2 separate regions of the Bos taurus genome follow, and region 2 is linked to region 1. A link is a contact called in public Hi-C data. All regions are on one chromosome and are shown on one strand. Each heading gives the region's core, a stretch centred on a gene start, on an enhancer-like site or on the middle of the called end of the contact. The rest is flanking DNA. Distances are from core to core; before and after follow the strand shown. Region 1 has its middle 89 kb from the start of SYPL1. Region 2 overlaps LOC104972036 (a long non-coding RNA gene).

The links. A called contact is a pair of places that touch in the nucleus more often than the background predicts.
Region 2: a contact with region 1 is called in a Hi-C map of skeletal muscle, with 7 times the contacts expected there. The contact joins two enhancer-like sites. A contact is called at or near these places in 2 of 11 Hi-C or Micro-C datasets (liver and skeletal muscle).

The regions. Positions count from the first base shown.
Region 1 is chr4:47,266,376-47,272,911 of ARS-UCD2.0, reverse strand. No RefSeq gene overlaps it. Among named protein-coding and RNA genes, the nearest start is that of SYPL1, 89 kb to the right of the region's middle. Within about 2 kb of position 2,516, at least 20 of the 102 cell types and tissues checked have an H3K27ac peak or open chromatin away from gene starts, as enhancers often do. A contact at or near this core is called in liver and skeletal muscle, where this site is marked.
Region 2 is chr4:47,567,581-47,574,116 of ARS-UCD2.0, reverse strand. The region is part of intron 4 of LOC104972036 (a long non-coding RNA gene); the gene reads left to right. Among named protein-coding and RNA genes, the nearest start is that of NAMPT, 210 kb to the right of the region's middle. Within about 2 kb of position 4,241, at least 31 of the 102 cell types and tissues checked have an H3K27ac peak or open chromatin away from gene starts, as enhancers often do. A contact at or near this core is called in liver and skeletal muscle, where this site is marked.

The DNA.
Region 1 (6,536 bases), core at 1,267-3,766:
CACCTTTAGAGGCGGTATAACCCATGGCTAAGAGCTCTAGAGCCAGAACATCTAGCTCCAAATTCTGTGCACCCTTGGGCAAGTCACTTAACCTCTCTGGGTCTCCACATCCTTACCCGTAAAAATGAGACAATACGTCATAGGTACATCTGGTGTAAGGTCTAAATGAATTAATAGAGACTTCCCTGGAGATCCAGTGGCTAAACCTGTGTTCCCAACACAGGGGCCTGGGTTTGTTTTCTGGTTAGGGAACTATTAATAGATCCCACACGCTGCAACTAAGAGCTCACATACCACAGCTAAAGATCCTGCCTGCCGTCATCAAGACCCGGCACAGCCAAATAAAAATAAATAAATAAATATTTTTTAAAATGAGCTAATACATCCGAAGTGCTAACAGTGTAGCTGGTGCCGAATCCTGGTTGCTAACTATTGGCAATATTGGCATGACAAAGCGAAAGGTGCTGAGGACATGCAGGGAGGAGAGGTCGGAGACCCAGACATAAAGCTCAGCACCTCAGAGCGGCAGCCGGCCCTCTGTCACACGAGCAGGTGCCAACAGCACCGCAAGGCCCCTTCCGGTGAGAGCGGCGGGCCGGAGGGCCAGCCAGTAGGCACACTGGACACAGAAGTGGAATTTCTCCTGCCTAGATGTGGAGGAGTTAGGGAAGAGTGAAGGGCCTCTCTACTTCACTTGGATTCAGGGGACGTTTGACAACATCTCACTCACAGTCAAGGGCATCAGCTGAGACTAGCCCTGGTGGTTCCGTGCTCGGGCAGGCCTCTCCTCCACTCAGGGCCCCCCGGAATTCGGGGCTACATCCTCCGTCCCGGCCCCACCCCTTCAGTGCCCCCACTCCATCTCTGGGCCTGTTTTCCTGTTCTTTTCGCAACTGCCACTGAGAACCTGCTGCTGTGCACACACACCAGCTCTCCTGGCCAGAGGGCCTGCCAACACCGCAGCACTTGCCGGCTGGAAACTCTCAGACAGCCTCGGGCCAAGGCTTTTGGGAACACAGCCCTGTCCATGAAGACCCAGGTCAAGAAAGGATGACATGAGAGCCAGAGCTCACAGCAAGGCCAGTGGCTCCCTGGACAGTGACTCAGGGGCAAGTGGGTCAGGAGAGAACTGGCCAGCAGGCAGCCCTCCTCTCAGCTGCCAATCTGGGTGGCCCCGGCCATGTGGATCACCCTTGCTGGACTCAGCTGGACCTCCAGCTTGTGGTCTTCCGGTGCTCATGTGCCGTGAGGGTGACTGATCACAGAGAAGAGAGAAATCACCGAGCAAATTCAGAGTGTGCCCAGGGTCTGCCTTGTGCTGTCTTATTCTCTAAGCACTTCTTGCCTGCTCCCTTCTCCCCAACTCCAGTTAAGAAAAAAGGGAGGGACCAAGTGCTTGGAACATCCTGGATGCTAATTTCAATCTAAAACCTTGGGTAAGAGCCCTGGCCTGCAGCCCTCAACTTCCAGCTCAGCCACCCTAGGCCTCCATGGCTATAAACACCCAAGCGTTTGATGAGGCAGCAACAGACCCCAGGCAAGCCTGGGGGTCTGGGTGCCCTGAGCAGCAGAGTGGACCCAAAGATCTCAGGTGAGACCCGCCAGCTGCAAACAACAGCCAGTGTGATGACAACGACAACATCTGGAGGGAAGGAGAGCCAGGCAAGGGAGATGGAGAGGGGTGAGGTTCTCACAGCCCAGAGGCACTGGTACTGCCAGGACCCAGGGGCCCAGTGCTGCCATCAGCAGATACCCAGAAGGTAGCATGAATGAGCAGAGCATAAAGATGGAAAGAAAAGGGAACGGTAGGAACTATGATGAACTGAAATTCAGATTTTTAAATAATACCATATCAGCCAAATAAAATCCTGCCTCAGGCCTGCAGATGTCGTGCATGACACACAGTCCCAGCTGTGTGGAGGAGGCGACCCCAAAGGGATATTCCACCATCAGCCATTCATTCTTTGTTTCTTCTGTCTCCGGGTAAAATGCAGACTGTGGGCTTTAAGATTTCTTAGCTAACACAGTTTTCCTTACTGGTTTCTTTAAGATAGAAGGAAGGAAGAATAGAAAAAATACTCAGCATGAATGGGTAAATTATTTGATAAATTAACATTTATTAATATGTTCGGAATCAAATGTTACTTGTATGAGGTGGCAGTTGTTCAAGGAAAGGAACACTTGGCTTGGAGTCAGACAGGCTTGAGTCTAAATCCTGGCTCTGCCACCCACTAGGAAGTTAATTAACTTCCCTAAGCTGCAGCTTCCTCCTTGGGAAAGTAGCAATAATATGCCTACCCTGGATGACTATGAAGATTCAATAAAACAAATCCAGGACAGTGTGCGACCTAAGATAATTCACACTCAATAAATGTTGTATGAACTCTAACCATCTGAGAGCCAGGTTCTGCAGGACAGAGACTAAGGGCTGGAGGAGAGAAGGGCAGGGAAGAGCCCTTCAGAGCAGCGCTCTCCCGGAGCCTGCGTCAGAGTCCAGTCTACCTCGGAGCCACATGGGGCCACACTGCCCCGCTGCGGCCACTGGCCGCACTACAGCTGCACCTGGCTCGTGCCTCATCTTTCCTCTGCCACTGGAGGACTAGCAGGCCAGTAGACCTACTTCACCCTTGTCTCTGCTCCCTGTGAGGCCCTCATGCTGTCTTACACAGAGCTGGTTGGCTGCTGAAGGTAATTATCTGAGACTGCAAGACCCAGGCTTGTCCAATCTCCCAAGCAAGCTGCCCAGACTGGGGGGCATTTGCTTAGCTTCCCTGATCCAGCACTAACCTCAGATTTCCAGCCCAGATGGTGTATCAGGACACCAGGGGGAGACATTTAAAGAGGGAGTGATGTGTACATTCTACCCTACTCCAGTGGAATCAGAATCTCAGGGTGAATTGGAGAAGCCATAAAAAATGAAAAAAACTCGAGGAATCTCAAACATAGTCAGTCTTGAAAACGCATTGTTTCAACCTCCGCTGTGCCGCACCCAGTCCCCTCCCGAGTCTGTCGCGGCTGTATAAGTAGCACAAGCAAGAAAAGACAGTGTTCCGTGCACTGAAGTTAGTATTCTCGTGGAGCGGGAAAAGCGAGGGGTGAGGAGCCAGTGAGATGGGTAGAGAGAATAAGGGGCACGAGGAAAGATGCAGAAAGGCAGGACAAGGGGAAGCAAAACTGGTGTGCGTGTGTGTGCACACACACACGTGCACAAAGATGGGGCAGAAAGGAGAAAGGAGGGAGATACAGGAAGGCAGATATTCATGACCATGACAACATTTTGTAAGGCAAGAGATAATTCAAGCCAAATCAATGAATAAATCCTAGATTAAGAAAAAAATGTTTTAATCTAGGCAAAGGGTTAATATATGTGACATGCAAATGCTCTTACATATTGACAAGAAAACAAACAACACAATAGTCAGAAAGAGAAAATCCAAATAGCCAAGTCATGAAAAGATGGGGGAGTGCACAAGTGGTTGGGGAAATGCAGATGGTTATTTTATATCCAAGCGGCTGGCAAAAATCAAAAAGCCACTTACTTATGGCTAATTAGGATGCAGGAGAAGTGATTTCTTTAAATCTGCATGATAAAAATATCAACTGTCAAGGAACTTTGAAAAGCTATCTAACACCATGTAACAAAATTCACCTCTCATCATTTAGTCCACCTGCTCCAGTGCTGGGACTAGATGGCCTAGAGAGAAAATCCCCTGTACATAACGACGTGTGCTCAAGACTGTGCACTGCCACACTGCTCGTGGCAACAAAAACACTGGTAACGAAGAGGAAGTCCACAAACAGGGTGCTGTTGAATAATGTTAATACATCCCGCCAGCTTAATATGCCTTAAACATCAATCAAGGAGAATGAATATAAGCCTTACCACAGTCGGATTGCAGAGACTGAGTGTTGTTGGATAAACTGCAGTAGGCAAAATGTTTATAATATTGCTCCGTTTTTGTGAAGCATAAACACTGATAGAAACTCCTGTCTGTGTGTTCATGTGTGTGTTTACGTGTGTGTAGAGAGCTGGCTTGTAGGCAGCACACACTGACAGAGCCACTGGTATTCAGCTGGTGTTTATTCTCATTGGTTGCTACTGTGCATATTTGTGCTACATATTTTGGATGTCACTCATACATGTATGTGATCATATTATTGCACGTAAGTACACAAGAAGTACGGGGCTTCCCAAGTGGCTCAGTGGTAAAGAAACTTCCTGCAACGCAGGACACGCAGATTCAATCCCTGGGTTGGGAAGTTCCCCTGGAGTAGGAAATGGCAACCCACTCCAGTATTCTTGCTTGGAAAATCCCGTGGACAGAAGTGCCTGGTGGGCTACAGTCTGTGGGGTTGCAAAGAGTCAGACACGACTTAGTGACTGAGCATACATATAAGAAATACGGAGAAAATACAAATAGGAATATTATAAGGTGTTAACATGAAGTATGTGGGAAGGAAAACAGGGCTTTGGTGGGATGGGGGAAGAAGGGTAGCCAATCTAATAAACAAAGAAAAATAAAGCAGTTTAAAAAAATGTGTAACATGATCATAGTTATGTTATATCCACCCATGTAAAATTATATGCATATATGTTTTCATGTATACACACTTTCCTAAAATATAATTGTTAAGAGTTTATACAATTTGATTATTTTTGAAATAATGTTGTTTAATAAACCAAATCCCAGAGAAGCTACACAGGCTTAAGAATCCTGCCAGAAGAGGGAACTAGAAGTGTGGAGCGGGAGTACCCATACAAGGCAGAAGTAAACCTCTGATGTAACACGGCCAGCAAACTCTAGACCCCACCTGAATGCAACAAGTAAAGGCTTAAGGAGGGATCTGCTTACTTCAAATGCAAAAGCAGCGATGAGGAACAAGAAGGATCAAGGAAACACGTCATCACCAAAAACTCCAGTAACCCTCAATTAGTGAGACTCTTCGACAAACGGTGCTGGGAAATCGGGACAGCTACAAGTAAAAAAAGCAATTAGATCATTCTCTAACATGATACACAAAAATGAGCTCAAAATGGATTAAAGACCTAAATGTGAGATCGGACACTATAAAACTCCTACAGAAAAACACAGGCATGACATTCTGGGACATAAAGGATATCTTTTTGATCTGTTTCTTAGAATAAAAGAAATGTAAACAAAAATAAATAAATGGGACCCACTTAAACGCATTTGAACAGCAAAGGAAAAATTAAACAAAACGAAAAGACAACCGACAAGGAGAAAATACTCACAAATGATGTGACCAACAAGGGATGAGTCTCAAAAGCTGACAAGCGATTCACAGCACTAAACAGCATGAAAACAAGCAACCCAATCACGAAATGGCACAAGATCTAAGTAGATTTTTTTTTCCCAAAGAAGACTTATACCTGGTCAAGAGGCATATGAAAAGATGTTTAAGATCACTAATAATCAAACAAATGCAAATCAAAATTACAATGACATGGGGCTATCACACCACTTTAAATGGCTGTCACCAAAAAATCAACAAAAAATAAATTCTGGGGAGGGTGTGGAGAGAAGAGAATCCACCTACACTGCTGGTGAAAATTTAAACTGAAACAGCCACGATGGAAAACAGCATGGAGATTTCTGACAAAAAACTAAAAATAGACTGTCATATGACCACACACTTTCACTCCGTAGACATAATCATGAGGCAAAACAATACACGCAAACCAATGTTCCCTGCAGAACTGCTTCCGAAGACATGGAAACACTTATATATCAAAAGACGAATGGAAACATGTGGTACATATACACAAAACAAACTTACTCAGAAATAAAGATGAAGAAAGAATGCCATTTGTACCAACATGCCAGGACATAGCAGAGATCACACTAAGGGAAGGAACTCAGACACAGAGAATGTGAAAACCATCTTGGTGTTCTGAATGGGGAAGCATCAGGGAGGGGAACTCATCAGGAGTTTGGAATGATCAAAGCCTGAAGCCTTGCTAACAATAGCCATGACATGGAAGCAACCATAACATCCATCCACAGAGAGTGGACCAGGAAAATGTGGCACACGTATAAAAGAGAATACTATTCACCCACTAAAAAGAAGGAAAATATGTCATTTGCAGCTAGCAGGACAGACCCACAGATTGTCATACTGAGTGAAATAAGGTAGGTGGAAAAGCAATTATTTCCAATTGCATCTCCGTGGACCTGAATGAAGTTACTGTTCTGATAACCGCACACAATATGGAGCATCCAATCTAGTCCAATACAAAAGAGACATTCATTTGGCACACAAATGGAAAGCCTACTGCATTCTGCTGAAGGCTCGGTGACCCGCGCTGGGGTCCCATGCTTGCACCCCTAACAGCCTTGGGGCCCATGGCTGCATGGTCATGGGACTGAGGGAGCTGAGAAACTGCTGCCTGAAACTGAGCCCCCACTGAGCCTGTCATGTTTCTCCCCACCGGATGAAGCCAAAATCTCCCAACAGGGGTCTCCCCTCCAGAGCTAAAGCAAGTCTAGTACACCCAGAGGATGGTGGACCCTGTG
Region 2 (6,536 bases), core at 2,992-5,491, 300 kb before region 1:
ATACAGTCTATATCCTAATTAATAACATAGCTAATGACCATAATATCTTATCTAAATATTTTTCAAAAGTATTGTTTTTAATGGCTACCTAACAATCTATAATACAGAGCTGGTTTAATTTATTTATCTAGTCATTTAAAGTTCAATATTGAACGTATTTTCACTGTATTATGAATAACTTGCAGTCCTTCCTCTGGCATATACATCTGAGCATTTGTTTTGATGATTTCAGAAATTGTATTACTATGTTGAGGATAATGAACAGTTTAAGGCTTATTGATACAGATTTCCAACATCATTTTCAAAAAAGACTATAATTAACATGTGATTCATAAATGTGGTTACAATGAATGTGAGGGCCTTTATGGGATAGAGGTATGGTTAGACCTTAGAGCTTAAAGGGAACAATTCACCCCTGGGATACCTTAGATTGACTCTAATGGATCCTCCAAACCACATGGGTTTCATGAGCTATTGTCCTTTCTGGTGGAAGAGTCCCAATATATACATTCTGGGGAAACGTTGTGAGCTGGAAAAGAAATTGGATTAGGATTAAAAAGAGGATGGGATTCATTCCACTGCTTTTTTGAATTTTCTTGGTGCATCTGAACCATGTGTGTCAGTCAGGATTGACTAGGTTAGTACTTTAGGCACAGTTCAAAAATATCCCCTAAGATCCCTGCACCATAGTGTACACTGCTCCGTATAAACCCCAGGACTATAAATATCATGATTTATATGGAACAGCTGACTTGAATAAAGGGTGATTATTGCAGGGGGTGAGGAGGAGAGGTTTGACCTGAGTCATATAAACACTTTAAATCTGAGTCTAGAGGCCCAGTCTGGACAAGTCATGGAGATTTGAAGTGTGAGATGGGTTTGGCATGAGGGACTTTCTCCATGGCTGCCTTTAGAGATGGAGACTGCACAGCTAGACATGTGGGTAGCCTCAAAGAGTTTAGCACAACCCCCAGATGACTACCAGCAAGAACACGGGGTCCCAGAACTGCAAAAAGCTACTGGCTGTGCTTCTACTAAGAAGAGTGTGCTTCCCTACTGTGTCCCAGGATGACACAAAGGAGCACATATGTTGATTCTCCTTTGGAGCTCACTATATGTTGCTGCTGCTGCTAAGTCACGTCAGTCGTGTCCCACTCTGTGCGACCCCATAGACGGCAGCCCACCAGGCTCCACCGTCCCTGGGATTCTCCAAGCAAGAACACTGGAGTGGGTTGCCATTTCCTTCTCCAATGCATTAAAGTGAAAAGTGAAAGTGAAGTCACTCAGTCGTGTCCGACTCTTAGCGACCCCATGGACTGCAGCCTACCAGGCTCCTCTGTCCATGGGATTTTCCAGGCAAGAGTACTGGAATGGGTTGCCATTGCCTTCTCCGAGCTCACTATATAAGCCCCAATAAATTAACAAGCTCAACTCAGAGACTTCTCCTTGCATTTCCAAAGAATGTCACCCTGACATAAACTAACCCTGGCACATCTTCAGTCTTCAATAGGTAGTTGTGCTAAGCTCATCCATCATTAAACTCTCCAACTTGCACTAACCTGAAATGTCAGCACTGTGGAAGTAAGCAGATAGATTTATGAAACCAAACCCAGTGAAGATGAGCAGAGAATCCAGTGAGTTTAATGATAAACATACTATATGACCTAGCAAAGTGACTCTTAGTGTATATCCTCAATCTGCCCAAGGTAACAGTATACAGATGTTCATGAAATGACAAAAAAGAGGAACCATTCTCCTTATCTATGAACAAAAAAATATTAATGGACAAACAAGTGGTAGTATGTTTAGCAGCAAAAATGAACTAGAGTTACATATCTTAACATCCATAAATCTCAGAAATATGTTGAGTGAAAAAGAGGATTCAGAATAACATATATAGTAGGACACCATTTATAAAGCTTAAAACATGCAAAAATAATACTATGTGTTATTTATGGATGTATACATAATGAAGTTTAAAATATTTGTGAAAATAATAAAGAGTATATTCAAGATACTGATTTCTTGTTGGGAGGGAGGAATATATAGGGAAAGGGATACAAAAGCGATGCAGAGAGAGTATATTGTGACTCTAATATTTTATTAAGCAGGGTAGTGGGTCCATGAACCTGAATAGATTATTCTTGGTACTTTTATATATATATGTGAAATATTTTTCTTAAAACCAATACAATATTGTAAAGTTAAAAAATAAAATAAATGAAAAAAGAGAGTTGAACAGAAGTTAAGAAATTAAAAAAAAATCAGTGAAAATATTGTTTTAGGGTGAACTGATGATGATTAATCTTGAGTTATTGCAGACCATGAGAGCAATTTAGGTAATAAAAAGTTCATTCAACTATGACTATGAAGACACATGCTCTGGTCCCAGTTTTGCCACTAATTGCCGAGTGATTCAAAATAAAACACACATCACTATAGCTCCCAGTGCTACATTCTTTTCTGAAATGAGGGACTTGAACTAGGAGGTTTCTGAAGTTTCTTCCAACCCCAGAAAGGAATTGAAACATATTTCAACCTCTCATTTTTTCAAATAGATGCTGTCTTTCTCAAGGACCATAAACTGGTATTAATCACTTTACATTTTCAGTGTCTTTTCCAATATCAACATATTCTTGACACATTTTAAGGCCTTACCTAATAATATACAACTTGCAGTGACTGAATAAACAACTACAACAAAAACAACAGAATCTTCTCTTTTCACCATTAATTCCTCCTAAGTCAAAGGTGAGCTTCCCAGGTGGCACAGTGGCAAAGGATCTGCCTGCCAATGCAGGAGACACAAGACACATGGGTTCCATCCCTGGGTCGGGAAGATCCCCTGGAGTAGGAAATGGCAAGCCACTCCAGTATTCTTGCCTGGAAAATTCCATGGACAGAGAAGCCTGGCAGGCTACAGTCCATGGGATTGCAAAAAGTTAGATGTGACAGAGCAACTGAGCACACATAAAGCTAAAGGTGGTGCATAAGTAACCATGCTCAGTTTTGGGTTACAAGACTGAAGTAGCACGACAGAGAGAAACTGTTTTCTCAATCACCTTTATCCTTTGTTAGCCATGCCAATCAAGTGTGCTTTTGATTGTCAGAGGCCGGAGAGGAAGTGTCTTCATGGTTCTCATGTCAACCAATCCCTACAATCAAAAGAGAATTCCAAAATTCTTTGATGATGAGTCAGTGGGACTTTCTTCTTCAGGATGAAAAGTTCAAAGCATCAGTCTAGTTTTCTCCTTATAGAGCATATAGTCACACAATGAAAGCATGTTCTAATGAAAAGTTGGATATGTCCAGCAAATATTTCATACTTGGAGCCTGATTCTTTGTTTTTATAGGCAAGGACTGGCTATTTAAAATCATGGAGGAAAGTTACTACGTGAACATCAACATAAATGTGGAATTAAACTTACTCATTGGGACAGATAGATATGAGCCAGTGTGACAAATCAGAGATAAAGGTAGGCCTTTGGAAAAGAATGGAGAGTTTGAGGGCAAGTGACATTGATCTGAAAACTGGACCAAGTGAATCCGGGGCATTTGAAGAAGTTTGAACTCTGACTGGAGAGTCTGCAGAGAGAAAGGATTTGAAACAGCCGTGTTAGGCTCTGGGATGCATTTCCCAGATCCCCTTTCGATAAAGACTCAAGGTCCCAGCTCCTAGGAGTGCTGTGGGCCAGCAGCCCTCAGTTGTCAACATCTTGAGGGATTGTCCCATCTGCAGTCAGCTGCCGCCTCCAAGATTGTGCCCCTCCCTCTGGTGGCCAGCATCCAATGACTGATCAATGTGAGGACCTCAGTTAGCAAATCAATTGCCGTACCATATGATACATTAATGATATAAATGGCACCTTTTACACTGCAATCCAGGGGTGGTTTGGAGAAGGAAATGGCAACCCACTCCAGTATTCTTGCCTGGGAAATCTATGGACAGTGAAGCCTGGGCTACAGTCTATGGGATCGCAAAGAGATGGACATGATTTAGCAACTAAACTACCCCACCAGCAAAGGTGGTTGAAGACTTCTGCGTGGTGGCAAGTTCACAGAGCACTGGATCTGTGCTGTTCAGAGACCAGGAGGAGGATGTGTGCTGGGAGGCCCCATTTGAAGGCCCAGCAGTGGCCTAGGAGCTTTGTCTGTGACTCTCCATCCATAGTGGGGAATGAATCTGGGGTGCCCTGTACTCAGAGGGTTCAGAGAACAAAGCCGAGGCAGTCACTTGTTTGCTGGCCAGGCTAGCTCCTAATCTTGGAACAAGTCAGTGTTTTCTGACAAGGAGGCTAATTTTAGCTTGAGTGAATATCTGTGGTTGTTTATTAATTCAACATCCAATGGAATTAAGGAAGGAAACAGTGAGTCAGACACCATTTATGTGCATCCTCAGCAGTTAGTTTCTTTGGAACCAGAGGCAGAAAAACAGATTGGTTTTACAATCTTCTCATGAACATTGGGAGACAGTTTTTATCTGGTTTGCAATCACTTTTGTGTCTAGTATTTCAAAGCAGGGTTGCCTGGGACCTGTTCACTGTCCAGGGTGATGCAAGCTTTGAGACGGAGTTGCCTTCAAATTTGAACTCTTCTCTATCCCCAAAGAATCTTAATCGCTTGTGCTCAGGAAACCTGAATTCTACCATCACTGCCTGGGAACCTGCAGGCTGTAGTTCATGACTCTGGGTCTTAAAAGACTTTGCTATTAGGAGAGCCTCTTTGGCCAGCTTCAACTCCCTTTCATGTGTAGCTGCTCAACATTAATAATAAATTGCAAAACTAGTCCCTTGGAAGCCAGCCACAGCCAATTCCAAACTATAACTCTGTTTGTTGCTTCAATTCCATCTGGTTTCCTCTCTCAGCTGGTCCTGTCATGAGATTGGGAGTGATCTTGGGAAGACACGGGTGATGGAAAAAGAAAAATTGAAGATGATGGAAAAAGAAAAATTGAAAGCTTGCTGTGTCTTTCTCGCTCCTGTAGAAAGTTTAGTAAACAGATGAATCCTTCTCTTGTTTACATCTAGCTTTTCATGAGTTCTGTTTAATTTAGTCAACATACTGTATTCAATAAGGGGGGGGGGGAGGGAGATTACTTCTAAGACAGGCAAGTGGAGGTTCAGTGTCTGAATAATCTCCTGAGGAGGTCTAGGGGACATGAAAGATAAGATTTTCTTAAGGGAGTAACCGTGCCAGTGTGGTAAACATGCATGCTGCTCCCCAGTATTGCCAGTTCTTCCCCCATTCTGGGCACTTGGGAGGATGCACTTTCCCACTCGTTGAAGTTAGTGGACATATGGTTTGTTTTAGTGAATGTCAAATGAGAAGAGATCATGTGTGTTACTTCTGGGTGGAACCATTCAAGAGCCAATGCATCCTTTCCCATGCTTTCTTTTCCCCTGCTGTGACAAACACTTGAAGTTTCCTGATGACACAGTGGCATCGTTAGATGATTTGGAGTTACTGTGGACTGGGAGTCAAGCTCACTACCAATCTCCATTGAACATGTAGTAGAAATGGTGAATACTTACTGTGTTAAGTCATGGAGACTTTGTTTTTGTAATTTTTGCTTACTACTGCAGCTAACCTAGCCTTTCCTAGCTAAGCTGTTGTGGCACTGATTAGCCTCAAAGAAAAGATCTCTATTAATATTTTGGAATCACATTAATAGAAAAGTTCCTTTGCTCTGCAGTCAGCAAGTCTTGCCCTCTCTGATATTTTTTGTACCTCACTCTTACATGACAAAGGAGAGCCAAAGATCACCAAGTATTTGAGAAATCTTCCAATTTGGAAGGCTCTGTACATACAAAAGCAACAGAAAAAAAAAAGGAGGAACTCAGAAAAAAAGCTTAGGTAATTCATGGAGAAGGAGGGAAAAAAGAATATATATATATATATATATGTGTGTGTGTGTGTGTGTGTATATATAATTTATATCTTCAGAAAGATGAGATATTGCATCCATGAAACAAAACAAAGTTATAGAAAATTTGAAAGAACTACTGTATATAAAATAGATTAACTAATAAGGATCTCCTGTATAGCATAGGGAACTCAGCTAAATACTCTGTAATGACCTATATAGGAAAAAAATCTAAAGAGTGAATATATGTATATACATAACTGACTCACTTTGCTGTATAGCAGAAAATAACACAGCATTGCAAATCAACTATACCCCAATAAAACATTTTTTAAAAGAACTCTTATAAATGAAAGACATTGATAGAATTTTTTAAAAATTCAAGAAAGATTAGAAGAGAACTCTTCCAGAATGAAGGGAAAAAAATTTTAAATAGAGACAATAGGAGTAAAAAGATCAATCCCTGAGGTCCAGTCTTTATTTAATATGTGTTTCAGGAAGTCTGAACAGAAAGAGAGGACAGGGGAGGAAATTATCAAGGATATAACACGAGAAAAATTCTTAGTGTAATGAGTCAGTGGAGTAGCCAGCACAATGAATAAAAGAAGAAATACTTCAAGGCACATCAGAATGAAATGTCAAAAGGCCAAGAATAAAACATTCGTACAACTGT